Linked DNA regions of Rattus norvegicus: region 2 is linked to region 1. A link is a contact called in public Hi-C data. All regions are on one chromosome and are shown on one strand. The core of a region is the stretch at or near the end of the contact, and the rest is flanking DNA. Distances in the headings are between cores, read along the strand shown.

Region 1 (3,675 bases), core at 716-3,215:
ACCCCCCAACACCCAACTCATTAATTTGTTGAGTATCTACTCTGTGCTAGGAAGTCCTTTAGGTGGTCCCTAGGACGCGGTGACAAATAACGTTCAGGACTTCTCTCGAGCCTTCCAGGCTAGCAGAGAATAACTGATGTGCAAATCGTTTTACAGATACTTAGTTCAGATGGTGAAAGGCGCCTTAAGGACAGCCTGAGGTGCTATGTGAGTTCCCTAAAGATGTGGCAACCACACAGAGAGAGGACATCAACCAAATAGAACGGGGAAGGAGATACATCACTTCTGCTCTCTTCCACAGGAGGCTGTGTAACAGTCTGCGGGGTCAGAGGGAGTTGAGCACTGTACCCTGGAGCCACCTCTTCCACGTCTTGTGTTTATGATGTGCAGGCAGTGACCTTGTTCTCCAGTGAGCTCTTCTGGACTGAGTAACTCACAAGGGTGTCTGTAAACTACTTAGGAGCTTTTGGACGGTCCCGCCCTTTCTCCACATGCTCAAAGCACTTGCTAGCTCTCTGCGCCTGCAGTCACATTCGGTTAATCCCTCCGTGGTGTCATAACTCTGTATCTTAGGAGAGGAGAAACTCAGACATATTCTCACCGCCATTCTGTTTTTCTCCCACGTCAGCCTTCCGGTTGGTCAGTCATGGGGTTTTGCAGAGTAAGGAGGGGAATGGTGAGAATAAGTTCTCTAGACCCAAGAAAACTTAGGAATCAATTTAATCCCACTTATAATGAAAATAATGAATACTATGGCATATCTTCTGTACAAAACACACACGCCCCTACTTCCTTGCATGTTCACCATGTATGCCAGGACTCATATGTTCTATGCTCACAGCAGACATTATTAATCAATCACGATACTTTTTATCAAACTGAACCTTCAGGAACACTCTCAATTCAACATTTTAGGCTTCATACTTCACTAAGGTTGGTGCAGGATATGAAATGCATTTGCCAGCCCGCGCTTGACTTCAATCAAGTGAGTCAACCTGGGAAGAGTGTCCAAGTAACTTACTCAGGTTGCGGATCCAAGCTTTCTGGAGGCAAATTTCCTCTTTACCCTGAGAAGATGGTTTTCAGTTTTTCCTAGTGTCCTCATGGTTCCTGGTACCCTCCTCAGGTCTCAGTGCCCCTACCTCAGATTCTGACCAGATTGTGTATTTTCTTGGACTCTCTCCTATCTTCCTTTGGTGACAGAAGACGTACAAGATGATCAGGTTCCAAGAAACTCGCTGTTCAATTCAGAGTTTCTCCTTCTGTTAGGGAATCATCACCCCAAAGGGTCTGAGAGACACGGATGGCACAACTTAACGACTGTAGCAAAACAACTGGACTTTGACTCGATAGTGTCTGTTTCCGGCCACACTGTCCGCCACTAGCAAAGATTCCCTTGTCTCCCATGAGCTTGGCGCGTTTCGAGTACTTGATTTAGATTACAAGCGGAAGGCTCAAGAAGAGCACAACTGGGTGAGGGTGGGGTGGAGGACAAGACTTAAGTATGGTTTCTGGTCCCCGCCCTAGACCTCAAGACACGGGGCTGCCCCAATCTCTTGGAGGCGGCAAGCTCTTGGTACTCAATTTGCAATGCTTTGATTCGCATGTACACTAGGGGGCGCAAGTAGGCTTGTTTTCCACCACGGCTCTAAGAAATCCAATGCAACTCTAGGGGATGGGGTATAGGAGGGCAGTCAGGAGCCACACTGTCTCTGAAAAGTGCTGAGGGTAAACAGACGTCTGAGGATGGGGTCTAAAAAGGAGGGTAACACGCTCATGAATTGCTCGAAGCTGTTTTCTGTATTTGTTTTCCCCGATCAGCCTTGGAACTTTGAGCTAGGGCTAAAAGGGCAAGTTATGTAAGGGCCTGGGCTGCTGCCATATTAGGCTGCCAGGCTCTCAGCCTCAGGGTGAGTCAACACCTGGGAGCTGGTGGCCTAGAGCGGCGCTTTCAAGTTGGCTGAGACTGAACCACTACAGTAAAGCCAGTGTTTGACCCATTCCTGAGCCAGGCAGGCGGGCAGGAGACTCAGGTCTATGGAAAGAAAGGCCCTACATACCTTTGCTCTGGAAAGACGGGTCGTGCTTTGGGCCCCAAATTGCAAGAACTCTTTTACCAAACAGACCTGTGCGCCACTGACCTACTTTTTCCGTAGAGTAGACAGAAGCCAGCCCAGGAGTACACAGCCTTCTTTTCCACCCGATTCCTCCAATGCCTCCAACAGTGGCCTTGCTGTCCCAGGCCAGGGAACTACGGGTGTGGACCGTACTTTCCTGGCCCACCGAAGGGAAATGAGCGGAGGAAATCCGCACAAGGGTTTTTACTGCCAAATATTTCTTTCCCTAGGAAGACAGTACATTCAAACCACTGAGTGGAGACTGGAGTTAGGCCAGCCATAAACTATCCTAATGAAGACTAATCGGGAACTACAATTACTGTTGACTTCAGAATGCAAACATGAACTTTAGACAGCGATCCCTATCAGCCGGTGAGGCCGGGCACAGATGCCGATCACTGTTTTCTGCCGTTGCTTAGCAATGGAAAATGAACTGTTCCTGCCTCTTATCACGGGGGGTGGAGGTAGGACAATGAGCTTTATTGGACTGAATAGATATAAAATTAGTTTATTTTTTTCTCACTTGGAGAAGGCAATTGGTAATAAAGAGAATGTCTTGGAAGAGGGCACCCACAGAAGTTGGGGGAGGAGGGTCGCCTCCCTTTTCTCTACCTCCACGGATCCTAACCAGCCTTGGGTTTTCCTCCACAGATAAAAGTTTGAATTTTGCCCGGGAGGGACCCTCCAGAATTATCATTAAAGAAAATATACGCAAAGGTAAACCACAGACCAGCGTGAAAATGAGATGAAGAATGAAGTCTTAGTAACAAGGAGGTTAAGGGTGCCCCAAAACCCACTGACCAGGATAAATAACTGAATGTAATGTTGAATATAGACATCTTAGGGTCTCTGTGCTTGGCACTGTATTAGATCATATGTTAGATGATATGTGTTGATTTGTGGGTAAAAGAAATATTGTAGAAAATCAAAATTGGTACCCTCCCCCCAATTCACAGTGAAGAAGATACACAAGTGTAAAGCCATTTCTCCCCTTTAGTCTCAAGCTCCTGTGTGGTATGTGATTTTTCTCCTGTCTCTCTCACACATTATAGAACAGAAGGGTCCCATGCTGCCCTCTCCACAACAGAGTGTGGTGATATCCACTGGAAGGTCTTGTTGTCTCACAGAGGAACTTCCTCCTTCTGTAGGGAGGGTCTCCTTCTACAGTCCTTGTGCTGACCTCACCTGAACCTATAGCGAGGTAAGTGGCTTTGGTGCGAGAAACCCACGGATGCTTCCTGGGAAGGACCTTAGCCTCCACTAACATACATGGTCGGCTAGAAATTGCCAGATACACTGTTCCCGAAACAACAGGCTGAGCACAGGGCTGGCAGCTGATGGCAAAACCACCCCCTTCCTATGCTTTCTGAACAAGGACTCAACTGTGTAGCTGGTCAGACTCTGACTCACAGTCATCCTGAACCAACCTTCTCAATGCTGGGATTATAGGTGTGGGCCACCACTCCTGACCATCCCTTTTATCACCAGCATTCATGGTAATTGTGCCCATTGAGAAGTTTTGGATAAAATCACATGGACTTGTCAATAGCAAATCTTT
Region 2 (3,675 bases), core at 880-3,379, 140 kb after region 1:
AGCAAGGGCACTTTAGACCTCTGGGATACTAGTGTGGCACGCTGGCATACTACTATCCTGGTACTTGGGGACAGATGCAGGGGCATTGTCCATGAGTTTGAGGCCAGCATGACCTACACGGAATGCTCCAGGCCAGCTGCTGCTGCATAGTGAGTGATATCCTGACTGAAAATGAAGTGTTCTCAAGGCAGGGGGAGTGGAGGAGGGATTGCTTAGAGGATCGAAATGTTAGCTGAGCAAACCCTATGACGAGTTCAAATCCTGTAACCCAGGGGAAGCTGCATGTGACCTGATCTGTAATCCCAGTACTCCTAAGGGGACATGGGAGGCAGAGACTGAAGAGAGACCTAGAAGCTCAAGGGACAAACTAGGCTGGTGAAAACAAGAGCAGAGACATTAGACTCTGCCTCAACATTCGTGTGTGTGTGTGTGTGTGTGTGTGTGTATGTGTGTGTGTGTGTGTGTGTGTGTGTGTGTGTGTGTGTTTGTTTGTGTGTGTATGGGGGAGGAAGAGGCCAACTCCTCAAAGTTGTCCTCTGGCTTCAACACATGTGCTGTGGCACAAGCATAAAAATACATGCGTGCATACACAAAACTATATAAATTCAAAACATGACAAGGCCCCCAAGAAGGGGAGACTTGGAGGCACTGAGAACAGCTCCAGCTTTGCCACATGAGTGCCGTCCCTCTCAGAGGTGGGTTATCTGAGGCCCACAGAGACCGTACAGCCCCCAAAGCTGAGTCTCCACGCAGAATGAGTCTGGAGACAAGTTCAAACCACTGAAGCTATGCCAGTCTGGAGAAGCAGAGAGAATGAGCACAAGTCAGGCCAGGGGAGGGTTTGGTTCCACACCCGTGGTGTAGACGTTAGGAGACTCTCGTTTCTATACCCTTTTAGTCCTTCTCAGATTAAAACTTGTCCAGGAAAAGCTAATGAAAAGAACTGGCTGGGTTCAAGGGCCCCCATCATCAACTCTGAAAACTGAGAAGAAAAAAAAATTTATCCAAGCGACTCCCCAGTCCAAGGCCACTTTCTCATTTGTGACAACCAAACTCACTATCCCCCTAACTCTGTTTCCTGTTGAAGAGGGTGCCGAGAAAAGCTCGTAGGAGGTCAGAACTGAGCTCAGAGTGCATCCTGGCCTGAGAGTGAGATGCCAGGGCCGTGGTCTATCTAGGGCTACACTGCCCATGTCTAGGGTGGCACGGAGGTGTCTGGGCTGAAGGGTCTCAGGGTCCCGAGTGCTGTTTCGAGAGAAAGCAAAAACAACACTTTCTCTTGGCAGCAGGGCCTTTACTGTTGGTGTCTCCTGAGCTCTGTACTGTCTTCTTACTTTGGTGAATCTGTGTCCAAAGCAAGCGAGCGCAGTGCCCACAGTTTTTGTCCCGAGGATCAGCGAACACCTTTCACCTGATGTTCTAAATTTCACGAATGTCTGCCTCTGTAACACCTTCGACTAGGTGACAGATGTCTTCCTCCCTGCTGCCCTGGAGACAATTGAGCTGAAATGGATTGTACAAAACAATCCAAACTTCCAGGCTGGAAGAGGAGGCCAGAGGTACGAGACCTGGTACAGGTTACAATTTTGCCCTGTGAGTCATAGGAAGAGGAGTTAAGTCCGTGAAATGTCCTTTGGGCTCAGAGTCTCTAATTTGAAACCTCTGGGTTACTGGTGCTCTTTTGGTGACTATCTGTTTTTTAAAACTAGAGGTAGAGCCTGCTTCCTGTGAGGCAGGAACAGAACCGGGACCACTATAAGAGCTCTGACCCCCCCACCCCCCAAGCGACCCCCACACACCTTAGTATCTGGGAGGAAGGACGTGTCAAGTCTATAAGCTGGAGATGACACGAAGGCCCTTGAGATGAGAACAGAAACCCTGGTATAGGCGGTGGGAGTGCCAAACAGCTGGGTACTAACTGACAGTGGAGCTCTGCCTACAGCCTGCTTCCCCTCTCTGTGCTGCCCAGCTCCCCCCCAACCAACTACCCCCCCATTTACTGGAAGACCAGCCACTGCCCTGTTCCCACCCCAGAAACTACTTCCTCCCTCTGTAAAGTGTTCAGAGTTCCTGGCATTCACTCTCCTCTGGCTATAGCAACTGTCATGTGACCTGGCCTCCACTGAGTAGCAGGCCCCACGCTGCTGAAATTCCACGGGCAGGGCCTCTTCATTAGCTCTGGCTTCAGCTGGGCATACGGTGCCCAGTCACTTTTCCAGGAGGACAGAATCCATCTCAGCAGGACACTGGCTGATGTGGGAACCAGAGGGGAAAAGGCTCGAAGCCCTAAAGTCGGTGTTCAAGGCACACCTACTCCTAAGGCTACGGCAGGATTGCAGAATTTATTACGAAAAATTGGTTGTTCAAATCCTGTTTGGGTCATCTTATTAAAAAGATAAGAAAAGGGGGCTTAGCAGTGAAGAGCGCTGGCTGCCTTTCCAGAGGTTCTGAGTTCAATTCTCAGCACTCATATGGCATCTCACAAGCATCTGTAATGAGATCTGATGCCCTTTCTGGCATGCAGGTGCACATGTGGACAGCACACTCATATATAAATATTTTAAAAAGATCAGAAAGAAACAGGGTATATAACTTTCTCTCTCTCTCTCTCTCTCTCTCTCTCTCTCTCTCTCTCACACACACACACACACACACACACACACACACACACACACACACACATCAAAACAAAAACAATAAGAATGGTATCAAACCAGCCCCTCAAAACCAAAATAAAGCACTAGACTACCTGTCCGGAAGTGATTAATGCTCTTTCTCAACGAAGCTAAGGTCCATGACATGGAAGTCCAAGTGTTCTCACGTTGTGAGAAGGCTACCAGGGACACAGGGAAGGCAGGCTGGGTTATGATCTGCTCAAATTTTATTTTTTCCTGGGACAGGAGTTAAATGTGACCCTCTCCTGTAATCAGTGCTACCAATGGTGAACGCTTATACTCCAAGGTAGGAGGAGGCCTGCAGGCCCAAGGCCATGCCTATCTGATTAGGGCTGGCAGAGGGGAAGACCCCTGTAGACAATTAACTTATATTCCCAAGCAGGAGGTGCCCTATGCTTAACTCTGTAGGTCTAACTGTACATAATTAGAAGTCATAATTACAGCTCTCTTTCTAGAATCTGGCCCTAGTATCCACATTGACCTCTCATGGCAGCCTGGCCTCCATGCTGGGAGGCACAAACAGGGAAGGTCCAGCCTCTACCCAGTGGCCTTACAAAGACATGCAGCCAGTGCCCCCAGAAACTTCTGAGGTCAGGCATCTACACTTATTCCCTGGGGAGTGAACTTGGGATCTGTTTGGGGTTTCCTAATTATCCCTTTTCACTGAGAAATATTTTACTTTAAATAGACACACAGTCAGCTGGAACCTTGACACCCTCTTCTTTCAGGCCACGTGGGAAAGGCCAAAGCAACCATTCAAATTAATAAGTCAGTAATTACTGTGCATCTACGGTCTAATTACCCATGAAATGACCAAGTTGAAAAGATCAATTTTTGATCAGCTTTTCGCTTGGGCATTTTGTAAAAGTAGTGACAGAGGCTCTAGGCCACTGAAAAATGCCAAGTTATATTAGTTTATTATACCTTATAATCTATGCAGCCATAGAGCTGAGCTTGGCCCTGATCACACCACTGAACAATCATTCCACAGGAAATCAAA

The links. Hi-C and Micro-C count contacts between places; a contact is called where the count stands out from the background.
Region 2: a contact with region 1 is called in a Hi-C map of liver, with 3 times the contacts expected there. The contact joins two enhancer-like sites. A contact is called at or near these places in 2 of 12 Hi-C or Micro-C datasets (liver and mammary epithelial cells) and 1 of 1 datasets of contacts at active chromatin or transcription factors (oligodendrocytes).

Annotation. Positions count from the first base shown.
Region 1 is chr6:124,096,681-124,100,355 of GRCr8, forward strand. LOC102550434 (a long non-coding RNA gene) reads left to right here. Exons shown (of 10, transcript XR_010052802.1): 3 at 2,348-2,489; 4 at 2,769-2,834; 5 at 3,170-3,318. Among named protein-coding and RNA genes, the nearest start is that of Cpg1, 57 kb to the left of the region's middle. Within about 2 kb of position 1,966, at least 24 of the 93 cell types and tissues checked have an H3K27ac peak or open chromatin away from gene starts, as enhancers often do. A contact at or near this core is called in liver, where this site is marked.
Region 2 is chr6:124,234,287-124,237,961 of GRCr8, forward strand. All of the region lies in intron 5 of Foxn3 (forkhead box N3), which reads right to left. Among named protein-coding and RNA genes, the nearest start is that of Cpg1, 190 kb to the left of the region's middle. Within about 2 kb of position 2,130, at least 25 of the 93 cell types and tissues checked have an H3K27ac peak or open chromatin away from gene starts, as enhancers often do. A contact at or near this core is called in liver, where this site is marked.